Linked DNA regions of Mus musculus: all the other regions are linked to region 1. Evidence: chromatin contacts called from public Hi-C and HiChIP or PLAC-seq data. All regions are on one chromosome and are shown on one strand. Each heading gives the region's core, a stretch centred on a gene start, on an enhancer-like site or on the middle of the called end of the contact. The rest is flanking DNA. Distances are from core to core; before and after follow the strand shown. Region 1 overlaps Sdccag8 (serologically defined colon cancer antigen 8). Region 2 overlaps Gm30013 (a long non-coding RNA gene). Region 3 holds the start of 2310043L19Rik (RIKEN cDNA 2310043L19 gene).

Region 1 (4,006 bases), core at 740-3,239:
GCCTGTGCTCCTTAGCCTCTGTAAAATGAGCATCATGGTGGCATTAGTGATGTATAACGTTAAGATCAACTGGGTAGCAAAACACTTGAGCACCGTGGCATACAACCGCAGGTCTTGTTACTTGGGAGACTGAAGCAGGAGGATTGCTTGAACCGGGGAACTTGGTACCAGCCTGAACAACATAGTCAGACTCTGTTAGGAGGAGAAAAGAAGAAGAAAGAAGTGGAGAGTTTTACACTGCTTATCACCCTGTCTTTGTTCCTGAATTTCCGTTGCCCCAGTCATTAGATGGAAGAGATGCTGCCGACCTCGCAGAGCTGCTTTTCGGATGAATGGGCTAATGCGTGTAGAAAGAACTTTGTCTGTGCTCAGCAGCGCCATTACAATAACAACTGCAGCGCCTGTAAAGTCACTCAAGGTGCTCAGTGGGCCTGGCCCTTGATGTACTATCTCTAATTCTCCTAACAGTCCTGTAGGGTAGGTAGCATTGCTTTAGACTGTAAAGCAAGAATCAGTCTTCCAAGAATTTGCTTAGGATCATGCTCAGATTTCAGTTGAGGTCCATTTGATTTTACCTGCAAATCTGTCATTCTGTGTACCTACATCTCCATGAGACTAGTCCAAAAGAGTGCTAGTAGTCAGCTGTGTTCATCATCATCATGGGAGGAAGAATTTACTTCTTGTTATCTAGTTTGGGTTATTATATTTTCTTTGAGTAGTATCACATCTACTTCATGAATTTCATGGTAAGACATATAGCTTTGATGTAATGTGCCTAAGCCATATTCCTTCACAGCATTAAACATCAGCTCACTAAAAACCACTGCTCTCTGTAACATGCAGCCCTAGGCCGCAAAGACATTTCTAAAGATAGAACCCTCAACCCTGTCCTCAAGGTGGCTCAGCCGGCTGTGGCTGTGTGGCTGTGTGGCTGTGTGTGCAGACACTGTGGCTGTGCGGCTATGCGCATGGATGCTGCGGCTGTGTGCATGGATGCTGCGGCTGTGTGCACGGATGCTGCTGACTTCCTGTCTCAGAGCTCTGCTTCTCAGGCCATTCCTCATGCTTTACATTTCAGTTACAAGAACTTTTTATTCCTGTTGTAGATTGTAAGTAATGGATTTACAGTTTGGTTCCCCTGTCTGCATACTGGTTCTAGCCAGTTGGTGTTACTGCTCTCTGGCCCACAGTATGGGCCCTATGAACAATGCTACCTGCATAAGCAGACCTAGCATCCCTTGTGAGACCTGTGTTGGGCCTTGGAGTTTGGCAACTTCCTACGTATAGATGTTTGCTAAAGACTTTTTTATTGATGTTGTTTCCTTCCCTCCCTCCAAACATGAGTCTCTTCCTCTGTCAAACTGAAATAAGGACCTGTCTCTCGTGGTCTCGGGCGAGGCAAGGGAAGACATGCTTCAGACAGCATGCACAGCACCCAAGGCGTGCCTCTCCCTTCCGGTGTTCTCCGGTGTTCTCCGTTGGCCTCAGCAGGATAGTCACTTCCTTCCTGCCTTTACCACATTCCCACAGACACGAGGAATTGCGTGTGGTTAGCCAACACAAGGTCCAAACCAAATTACACGGAGGTCAGACACTTAGTTTGCTCCTCTTGTGGCACTGAGACAGCCCCACCTGCTGAGTGCCAGGCACCCAGAAACAGAGGCGGTCACTGTGCCCCTCGCCTGCACTTATCAGTACTTTGTTCCTAAGGCTTTCATCATGGCCGTGAATCTGTCCTACGTATCTGTGCAGAAGAAATCTGCCAGTTTCCCTGGTGTCTCTGACCGTGGGCCTGATAGACTATTTTCTCCCCTCTCCCCCACCCTCAACTGTTCACGGTTACAGAGAGCCAGGTTTCAGTCATCAGACAGTTGAATAGACTGTCTCACTGGGGGCCAGATTCCAAGGAGACAGCCCATGGACTCACAGGCCAGGAGAGCCAGGATTGCAACAGTGTCAACAGTCTCTGCTCATCACACCAAAAAAGCCCCTTGTGGAGCTGCCTCATTAGCATACAGCCGCTATGCTAGCTAACAAAGCCAGCTCAGGGTCTGTTCCTCTCAGTGTGTCTGTCTTCCTTGACCGAAAAGAAACTACTCAAGCCAGGGAGGAGGCTCGTTGGTAGAAGACTGCATTGAAAGAATCCCACTAGGCCATTCAGAAGTGGTTTTAAAATAATCAATTTTTTGGGAGACAAGACTCTATGTTTTATTTTTCAAATTTTGTTTTAAAATCATCAATAGGTCAAAAAAAGAAAAAAAAAAAAAGAAAATCGCCATGCCCCACAGTTAAAAATGGTGGAGTCCCAAATAATTCCTGGTCATCCCCTTAAAAGCCTTGTTGTGTCAGAGTGAGTAAGAGGAGCCTCCAGCCAGGCAGGGGCACAGTGAGCCTCCTCTCAGGCTGCCTTCCTAGCCCTCTTTTGTTGGGGGATGGAGGGAAGGAGAAAGGCAGAAACAGATGTGCTGCTAGAAGATCTACAGGCTTCTGCCAACCATATGGCATCTTAAAGAAAGATGGTTGGAGCGTCTGGATTAGCAAAGAGTCGGAATGGGGAGCCATGTGTCGCGTTGGTACAGGCAGTTGTTTGAGCTCTCTCTAAATGGCTTCAGGAGATTGTGTAATGGAACAAATGGTCCTGAGAGCAGGGGAGCAGCCTTGCCGCTGCTGGAGAGGCAATTGGCCCTGGGGCGGCGGCTGCTTTCCTCCCTGCCCGCAGCATCAAGTATTCTTTTAATGTTCTTCGAACTCTGAGAATTGACTAGAACTTTTCAACTATTAATTACAAGGCTGGGTTCTCTGGGCTCTAGGCCCCTGTGAACTCTCCTCTCTGCCCCCAATTTGGTAATTAATTAGTCATGTTGCAGCCCTGCTCCCGTGTGCTGTTCCTCTGTCCTCCGCAGGGCTCCAGGCTCAGTCCTACAGTTCTCAGGGCCTTGACAAATGCCTTTTGCAGGAAGGCTGTCTAACTCCCAGGGGCCTGTGTGTCCATCCTGATCCCAGGAGATAGACAAATCTGTGGAGGCCATAGTGAGCACATGAGAGCATACCCTCCCACTGTTGTAGGTCTTCCAGTCTCTACCAGTGAAGTCACTGCACTGTTAGGCCATACCTGCCATTCCCTGGCTCATCTGAGAGCTCAGATGCTATTTTATAGTTCAGAATAAGCATAAACTGAGCGCTGAGACCTAGGGTACTGGCAGTACATGGCCATCGCAAGGCAAGCATTGTGCTCTGTTGCTGAGAAGAGGACTTTGTACATGCAGTAAAATCGCCAGTGGCTGGAAAAGTTAGTTCATAGCTAACTCTGAGGCTCAGATGTGACAAAAGTTGGCTTATAGAAGGTCGAATGGCTGAGAACAACCAAGGAAGCAGTGGGTTGACCTGAGAGAAGCATTCAGCAAATCTTCATTAACCTTTGAGAGCTCTGAGAGTGACTGGTGAGTCAGCTCCTGGCCTTTCTGAGCCCTGTGGGAACAGAGCATACCGAATATTGATGCCTTGCCTATCATGTCTGACCCCAGCTGGACGCCCTCCCCACACACAGAACCAAGGAAAGGGTAGAATTGACATAGTGAGCTGACCACTTGGATCAGCACATAAAGCTATTCACCGTGCAAGCCTGGTGCTCTGAGTTCGATACCCATCAAGGTAGAAGGAGAGAACCAACTCCATAAAGTTGTTTTCTGAATTTTCACATATATTACACACGCATGCATGCATGCATGCATGCAGACAGACAGACACACACACAGACACAGGTGCACACACATATCATACTCATATGTACACATGCACATTAAAATAATAAAAACATGAAAAACCAGAGCCATGTGAGGTGTGTGTCTAGCACAGCTTCCCTCAGAACATGGAACAGCCACAGTGCGTTCTTCTTTGTCTGTTGTAGCAACACACAGCCTCCTGCAGAAAGAAGGTGGAAGCCAGGTCCTGTGTAACTAGGTTGGAGTAGCAGAAAGGCGGTTAGAGATGGCATGTGTCTGCAGAC
Region 2 (4,253 bases), core at 1,008-3,507, 580 kb after region 1:
ACCGTACCTCGCTTTTTCCTCTTGCAGTTCCACTGCCCTTGAAGAGCACTGGCTGACTCCTGTCTGCTGATGTGCTCTTAGATCCAATTCCACTTCCTTAAACAATCTCTGCTGTACACAAGCATAAGAACCCAAGTTTGAATCCCTAGCACTCCCATAAAAAAGCCATGGATAGTCACATACAGACTATTACCCTAGTGTTGGGGGATGGAGACAGTAGATGCTGGGAGCTTGCTGGCCAGTCAACCTTTCTAAATGAACAAGCTTCTGGTATAGGAGAGTAAGGCAGAGAGTGACAGAGGAAGACACCTGATACCCTTCTCTGGCCTCTGCATGCATACACATGATCATACATATGCATGCATGGACACACACACAGTCACACAAAACAAAAAAAAGTTCACATATTAAAGATGTTTACCATGATGTTTGGATACACTTAAGAGATTCTATCAACAAGCTGATTGACATATACGTCACCTTACACGTTACTCTGTGTGTGTGTGTGTGTGTGTGTGTGTGTGTGTGCGCGCGCGCGCGCGCGTGTTTGCACATGTATGTGCAGGTGCCAGAAGAGTCCAGAAGAGAGTGTCAGATCCCCCATGACTGGAGTTACAGGCCTTCCAGTATAGTTTCTGAGATCTGAACTGAGTCCTCTGCAAGACTAGCCAGCGCTCTCAACCAAGCCATCTCCTCAGCTTCTGCAGCTTTCTTTGAGATAGTAATTTTATTTCCTTTGGATAGATGCCCAGAAGTGGGCCCAAATCCGTCTTGAATGGCTCTCCACCTCCACTACAATGTTCTGCATGTTACAGTTTTATTTTCCTAATAGCACTCTTTCCGTCTACAGTGATCTCGGGAGTCAATTTCATAGCATCCTTCCTCTAATAGAAAATAAACACCACGAGAGCAGGACTTGGTGTTTGACAAAATAGCAGGTATTCAATCATAAGCTACCGATAAAAAAGTCAATGAGAGGAACACACTCAGGAGACACCACAAAATGTTTACATCTTCAGAACAAGAGTAAAATATATGTTAATTAAAATAGTGGTATTGTGTATGTGCAAATCAGAGATTTGTTGCTTTTTTTCCTTCATTTTATGGGTATGGTGATTTGTTTGCATGCATATCTGTGTACCATGTGCTCACAGAGGCCAAAAGAATGCATCAGATGCTCTGGGACTGGAGTTACAGATGGTTGTGAGCCACCTTGTACACACTGGGAATTGACCCCAGGTCCTCTGCAAGAGCAGCTAGTGCTCTTAATTCTGCCTCAAGCAGACTTGGAGGTTTTTGTTGCTGTTGTTGTTTGTTGGATTTTTTTGTTTTATTTTGGTTTGGTTTTAGTGGATCTGGGTGATAAGTAGCATGGATGGTACTAGGAGTGTTTCTTTCTTTTGTTGGTGGGGTGCTATGATTTGGGTGTCTTTGGGTTTTGTTGTTTTTATGAGATGGAATCTAGTGTGCTATGTTGCCCGGGGTGGCCTTGAACTCCCTAACATTCGTCTGCTCCCCAATTCCTGGTATCACAGGACTGCACCATCAAGCTGGAGAGAGCATTTCAAAATTCTAAGAAACCCGGAAACTCTTGCCCTAGAGGCCACAGTCTTGGCAAAAGCTAGTAGAGTGCTCCATCTTCCATGTATGTGCTTAGCTCAGACTAAATTAAGACTTAATGTGCACCGTTTTTTCTTGTCATAGTGTAGTTCCATACTCAGGTGAACAATAACACAGTAGAAGAGAGCAGAGCACAGAGGACCTCCGCCATGGTCCTTGTGTCCTCGGGGTCTGGTTCCATTAAAACCACAAAAGAAACAGGAGGCTTTCTCCATCTGAGGATGGCTGAGCTCCCCGGTTCTGTTTTTCCAGTAAGCACGCAGCCCCATCCTAAGGGAGGGAGGGATCGAGGGAGGGAGGGAGGGAGGGAGGGAAGGAGGGAGGGACAGGAATACAAATCCATCCTCCTTCAGAGCTCTGTGGAATCGAAAGAAGCTCAAGGGACGATGCTCGCCCACGCGTGGACTTGTCTTCAGCGTGTGGTGTCTCCTGCCTAAACGCACACTGACCTCTGCCTCTTCAAAGGCAAAACTTGATCCATTAATGTTCTCCTGTGTTGGTTTCATAAAACATTTGGATGGGCCCTTCTTCACAAATGAATAAAAATGAGTAAAGTCCTCAGAATAAAAGGAACGCCAGGACTGGCTTCCAGAAGCACGAGGCAACCCAGAGCGCCCATCTGCAGCCAAACCCTGCAACAGACCCAGACACAGCTTAGAGGCTGGCAACAAGTCTGCCTGCGGGTTCTGCCAAGGAGCCAGATGCTGTTGCTTCCAAAGCTTGGCATCGGGGCCCCTGATTGCCATCCAACAAAGAGGAAAAATAGGAGTGATATAATGTGGTGGGCTAAAACACATCCCACCTCAACCTTTTTTATTACTCACTGAAAAAAAATATGGAAGATATTTATGGGAAAGTACCAATGTTTTTGGAAATATTGAACATACATTAGCTACAACACCATTTTTGCCAAATGGGAAATATATTTAAATTATGCAGGCTGCGTCTGTCTAAAAATAAATTGTCATCTTTTCTGATCAATGTATATGTCCAGGATATGGAAATGACTCTGCTAATTGAGGATGCTGTCAACCAGTGCACTTGTAAGTTACCAAGAAGTTGTGAAGATGTCTGTCTGTGGATGAGCATAAAATAGCAATTAATGTTGTTGTAATATAGAGCAAGTTTGAGAAGGACCCATCCAACGAAGGTGGAGTGTTGAGTTTCATGGTTATATAAAGAATTAGGAGCTATGTTGGGTTGGATGAGATAAGATGTTTACGAAAAAGTATAATGTGGAATGTGGTGGAGGATGGTGTTTGCCAAGGCTCCGGGGTAGTATTAATAACCCACTCTATATGACAAAGTGCTGCTAGGCACCGAAAGTTCACTGTCGCTCACCGTCTGGGGCTGAGATGAGCAAGGGCATGTCACTTTGGACATCACTGGGGATGGTTCTATTGTCTCCAGAGTGGCTCAGAAGTCTACACCCAAAAATTGGAAAAAAAAAAAAATAAGATGCAGGATAGTGCTGTCCTTGCCCAGTGAGATGCTGGGAGTCACGTAGACCACTCTGCTCTCCCGTTCCCCTGGATTCACGTTCACCTCAACTCCTGCCCTCAAAGTCACCACAGGGCACAGCAGTGCCACGGGAGCTGGTTCCAGGACGCTTGAGCTCAACTACATACTGCCTCGGCACACCAGCACAGGCAAATCTGTCATCTCAGCTCACTGACAGGCATTTGAAACTAGAGGACAATCTGTGAGCGAAACAAGGAGACAGAGAGGACACCAGGTTAAGCCAGGGTTGGGTGGGAACCAGTAAAGCTTTGCTCAAGGTGGGACCCCAGAAGAGAAAAGGCCCTGCACTGCTCCATCAAGCTAGGACACTGAATTTCTATCTAAACAAAACATGAATCTAGGGGAAAAAAACACTTTTTTTTTAATTTTAAAAATTTAAACATATGTATGTAACATGCAATTGCAGCCTTTTGGAAGTTACCAGCTAAATGTGAGTCATTGCAACTCAAATGTTAATTTTTACTGGCTGTGCTGTCACACGCCTGAAATCCTAGCAGTTTCAAGACTGAGGTAGGGTGAGGTGGTTGAGGCCAGCCTAGGGTACATAGCAAATTCTAGACCAACCTCGGTTGCATAGTAAGTCTCTGTTTCAAAGGAGAAAAAAGAAAATAAATGGTCAAATTAATTTTAAATCCAAGATCCTTGGATTGTTTATATAAAGAAATAATAATAGTTCTCATTAAATACAAAGATTATTCCAAAGAGAAGTGATACGCTGTCATTTTTTTTTAATAATTAAAGTTATTTACTTTCTATAGAAACCACCCTTTACAGAAAGGAACAGGCTTCAAAGAAATGGGGTATTTTCCCATAGAACCTCCTCATGTCCTCTTGTTCCCATCCATTGCAGGGAGCATGGTCACACTGGGGGGCAGACTGCAAAGATCTAGTTTGATGGCTGGCCCTGCTTTGGGAACAGATAGATCTCTCCAGAGGCCAGCACTGGCCTACAGAAAGCCTGCAGGCCCTCTGTGTCTGACGGAGAGCTATTGAGCAGACTCCTGAGTGTCAGGTCTCAAGAGAGGACACGGGCAGGGCCTCCTCTCCTTCAGTGCTTCTGAAGGTAGCTGGATGCAGGCTAGTCTCACTGGTCGCTCGGCATATTATTCATG
Region 3 (3,875 bases), core at 496-2,995, 650 kb after region 1:
AAGTTCACCCCAGTGTCACAACCCCTGTGACACTTCACACTGCCTCAAGATTTGCTTCAGTCTTGGGGCTAGCAAGGATTAGCAAGGAAAGGCACTTGCCACCTGACAATCTGAGTTTGATCCCAGGACCCATGTAGTGGAAGGAGAGATCTGGCTCCTACCTGTTGTCTCCTCATCTCTACACACATACTAGTGTGTGTGTGTGTGTGTGTGTGTGTGTGTGTGTGTGTGTGTGTATTACATTATATTTAACATAAGTTAAAATTTAAAAAAAATGTTATTTCTACCTCATCAAGAGACTGTCATTGCACACAACAGACACTTAATTAACAATTCAAATGATGTATAGCAGCCGTCTTATTTATTCATTAGGTTAGCCAATATTTATTTCTTAATCCAATCGCCCAAGTCTTACTACCTTATTCAATATCCTCAATTTACAGATGAAAAATTGAGGTTCAGAGAATTATATAATTTGTCAGAGTACAGTAGCAGCAGGATCTGAACCCAGAACACAGAGGTGGGCCTCAACGTGAATACTTTAGTTGGAATTCCAGTGGGTTCTCCACATTGTCCCAAAGCAACCAGCTTGGCCAGAGCAGAGGTGTGTGTGTGTGGACTTGATACCTGACCACAACATGCTACGAGGTGAAACTTGAATTTTCTGTTCCCTGAAGCTCCCACTTTTCTTTCCTGTTCACTGAAAACAAAATGAAATTAACATCATAATGCAAGAAATCGAGTCACATGGGTGTGGATCAATCTTCATTCCTGCCTTTGTCACATCAAAAAATTACAGAGGCTATACCCACCAGCGCCATTGTTCTCCTGGTCTCACGTCATCTCCAACGTCAGCCCTGTCACCACTCAAGGTGCCACTTCCTTAGTCCTATACAAAATGCAATTTTCACTTGCTCCTGGAAAATCAATATGGAAAGGCTCTAATTCTCCAGATTTCGATTTTTCAATAAAAATGTGAAAATGAAACTCCACAGGACTGCAGCCAAAATGGTGCCCCTGAGCCACTGTCACTCTGGAGGGAAACTCAGCAAGGGTTTTAGAGGAGAAGACCAACTTCCCCATGGCTCCTTCCATGACTCACTGGATAAGAAAGGAAGAAAGCACGGACAGGACTCATCTGTGCTAGTTTTAGACGGGTCCCTTCAAAGAAAGACTTCTTGACTCGGAATGGTACTGTGTTTGCAATCCCAGCATTTGGGAGGCTGAGGCAGGAGAATTGCTGGGAGTGAAGGCAAGCTTGGGAGCCTGGGTTACAAGTGTGAGGTTCTGTCTCAAAAAGAAAAAGGAGAGGAGGAGAGAAGGGACTGGGAAGGAGGGAGAAAGGAGGGATAAAGGAGGGGGAGAGGGGAGGGGAAGGGAGGGGAGGAAAGGGGGGAAGGGAGGGGAAGAAAGGGGAGGGGAAGGGAGGGGAGGAAAGGAGAGGAAAGGGGAGGGAAGGGGAGGAAAGGAGAGGGGAGGAGGGGAGAGCATTGGAACCTTCTGACTCACCAACTCTGCTTTCCACTTAGAAGCTCTGGGTTTGATTTCCTCACCCAGGAACAAGAGCGGGAGGAGGACAGGAGTTGGTCAGGTGAGTTCTGGGAGTGGATAGAAGTCCTCAAAGGAAGCATCCCTGGAGAGGCTCCTTAAGGTGCCTGGCTCACTGCAGGCACTCCCTAGGGTGAGCTTCCTGCATGCCTGCTTCTGCCTCTGTCCCTATCCCTCAGGCTGAACAGCTGCTGTGCCCTTTTGGAACATAGCGTTGTCAGTGGAGGGCCACTGTGAACTCTTCAGTTACTACCCAGGACCTCCTAATCCAACCAGCAGAGTGTCACACTTATGGAAATGTCACCAACAGTCCCCAGGCTCTGCCACAAGAGACCCTTCAGAACAAAGCTCCCAGGATTCCACATCACTTCTCTCCACTGCTGTGTTGACACTGAACTCAGTGGGAAGAGGAGAAGCCTCTACTGAGACCTTGCCCTGTATGTAACACGAGCTCGTGAATGTCTGTGGACGGTTCTGCCTGAGCCAAGGGCAGCAGGCAGCACCAGCCTCAGAAGGGTGAGTCTCAGCCGGTTCACTGCCACGTGATCCTGGGTGGGTCACGTAGCTTCTGGGTACTTCACTGTTCTCAGCTGTTAAACAGGTTAATAATAGAGAGGCACACTTTGACCCAGCAGCATGGCCTGGCAAAGGGAAGCCGATTCAGTGATGGGACAAATGGACAGGGAACTGAGGACTTTGAGGGAACAGAACAAGAAATCCGCGGAGCAGTGAACTTTTCTGTCAAGCCTCTGAGAGGCCTAAAACCAAAGGAGATGTTTAAGACCGCAGCACCAGCTTTAGGCTCTGTCTTGTCTCTGCCCAACACCCTCCATTTTGGCTCTCTTTCTTCCCTCAGCTCTTCCCTTCCTCTCCTTCCTGCGCGCCTTTCTCCGGTGCTGTATGGAACTCAGCCTCACTCAAGCTAACCAAGGGCCCACCACTGAGCTAGCCTCAGCCCATAGGACTAGTTTTCCTATCACTTCCCAATAACTTTTAAACCAGAACCCAGAGCTTTGATGGCAGGCAGGCTGAGGAGAGGGAGGGCATGCAAGCACAGGTTGGCTGTCTACGGATCCACACATAGTATGAATCGGTGCCAGGAGAACACATGGGGAGCCACCAGCTGTTGGGCTCTCTTGGTCCATGTCTGCTCCAGCAGGCTCATGACACTTCCAGGAAGTCAGGCTGACTGGAACAGAACCACCAGAAGGAATAGAAGACCTAGAGGCTAGCTTAGAGTCCCGGGAGTCAGGGCTGTGGTGCAATTCACAGGGTTGAGTACTTGTCTAACATGCACAAGGCTGCAGGTTTCAAACTGAGAAAGGAATGGGAACTACCTCAGGGCTGCATCCTAAGAGGATTTTACAAGGAGTTACAAGATCTAACAACAGGCTGTGTGTATGGGGTGAAAGGATACAGACACAGAAGAAAAGTTACCAAGTGAGGTTTTGGGGTTTTTTTTTTTAATAGCACATAATTTAAAAGAGAACAAAAAAAAATCAATGTTATCTGAAAGACGGTAAAACTGCTCAGGGTTTCCTCCTTTGCGTAACAGTGATTCTATTTCTAAACCCTGTGTAAATCTAATATCCTCCCTAAACAGTATCCAGCCAATGGCCTTGGAAAGCAGAACTTGCCCTCAGCAACAATGGGAGCTTTGAGCGTCAATGGTAAGTCCCCATGAGTCATAGGGGCTTGTCCCCCTGTATAGCCAGAGTTAAGTGCCTTTCCTCCCTCTCTCTCCCCACCTTAATGATAAAGAATGAACTTGAGATGTGGCCTGGCTTGTACTCAGGGTAACAGGAAGCTCTCATTATTGAAGACCTAAAACTCTGCACTGGCTGTGTCTTATTTTTATTGCAGCATCGATCCTTAACAAAACCATCAGTGAAACCAATAACACCTAAGACTGATGCAAAGCCTACACGCTTTGCAAATGGTTTTCAAAGCTGCCGTCTTTTCTCATGAAGAAACGTTCACGCTGTTACCCATCCATGTTACTGCTCAGAAACAGGAAGCCAAGCAGGCTGAGACACCCCAACACTTGTCTCTTAAATGCATAGAAGCTGCGCTGGAATTTAAGTTCATTTCTGAGCCAGCCTTAGGGGTGGACACCTGAGATTCCAACACCTGGGAGGCTGAAGCAGGAAGGATTTTGAAAACAGCCTGGATTACAGAGTGAAACCGTGTCTCGATAAATAAGCTAAAATCTAAGAAAAAAATAAAGTAAGTAAGAGCATGTCCATGTGAATTTAAACCCTGAGGCACATTAGGTCTGATGTACGTATGTCCCCAAATGTAGTCCTGGACCATGGCTCAGGGCACAG

What was found. Hi-C and Micro-C count contacts between places; a contact is called where the count stands out from the background. HiChIP or PLAC-seq counts read pairs in DNA pulled down with a chosen protein or histone mark.
Region 2: a Hi-C map of cerebral cortex shows a contact between it and region 1, with 1.8 times the contacts expected there. The contact joins two enhancer-like sites. A contact is called at or near these places in 3 of 484 Hi-C or Micro-C datasets (cerebellum, cerebral cortex and cortical neurons) and 3 of 115 datasets of contacts at active chromatin or transcription factors (astrocytes, embryonic stem cells and neural stem cells).
Region 3: a contact with region 1 is called in an H3K27ac HiChIP or PLAC-seq map of stem cell-derived neural progenitor cells, with 6 times the contacts expected there. The contact joins the promoter of 2310043L19Rik here to the enhancer-like site in region 1. A contact is called at or near these places in 1 of 15 datasets of contacts at CTCF or cohesin (the NIH/3T3 cell line), 1 of 484 Hi-C or Micro-C datasets (neural progenitor cells), 4 of 115 datasets of contacts at active chromatin or transcription factors (differentiating embryonic stem cells, embryonic stem cells, neural tube and 1 more) and 1 of 9 other capture datasets (embryonic stem cells).

Annotation. Positions count from the first base shown.
Region 1 is chr1:176,992,367-176,996,372 of GRCm38.p6, forward strand. All of the region lies in intron 16 of Sdccag8 (serologically defined colon cancer antigen 8), which reads left to right. Among named protein-coding and RNA genes, the nearest start is that of Gm15423, 53 kb to the left of the region's middle. Within about 2 kb of position 1,990, at least 147 of the 459 cell types and tissues checked have an H3K27ac peak or open chromatin away from gene starts, as enhancers often do. A contact at or near this core is called in cerebellum, cerebral cortex, cortical neurons and 4 more, where this site is marked.
Region 2 is chr1:177,571,259-177,575,511 of GRCm38.p6, forward strand. All of the region lies in intron 2 of Gm30013 (a long non-coding RNA gene), which reads left to right. Among named protein-coding and RNA genes, the nearest start is that of Gm51282, 6.1 kb to the right of the region's middle. Within about 2 kb of position 2,258, at least 26 of the 459 cell types and tissues checked have an H3K27ac peak or open chromatin away from gene starts, as enhancers often do. A contact at or near this core is called in cerebellum, cerebral cortex and cortical neurons, where this site is marked.
Region 3 is chr1:177,641,198-177,645,072 of GRCm38.p6, forward strand. 2310043L19Rik (RIKEN cDNA 2310043L19 gene) reads right to left here and starts at 1,746. Exons shown (of 3, transcript NR_037994.1): 1 at 1,510-1,746; 2 at 813-917; 3 at 345-700.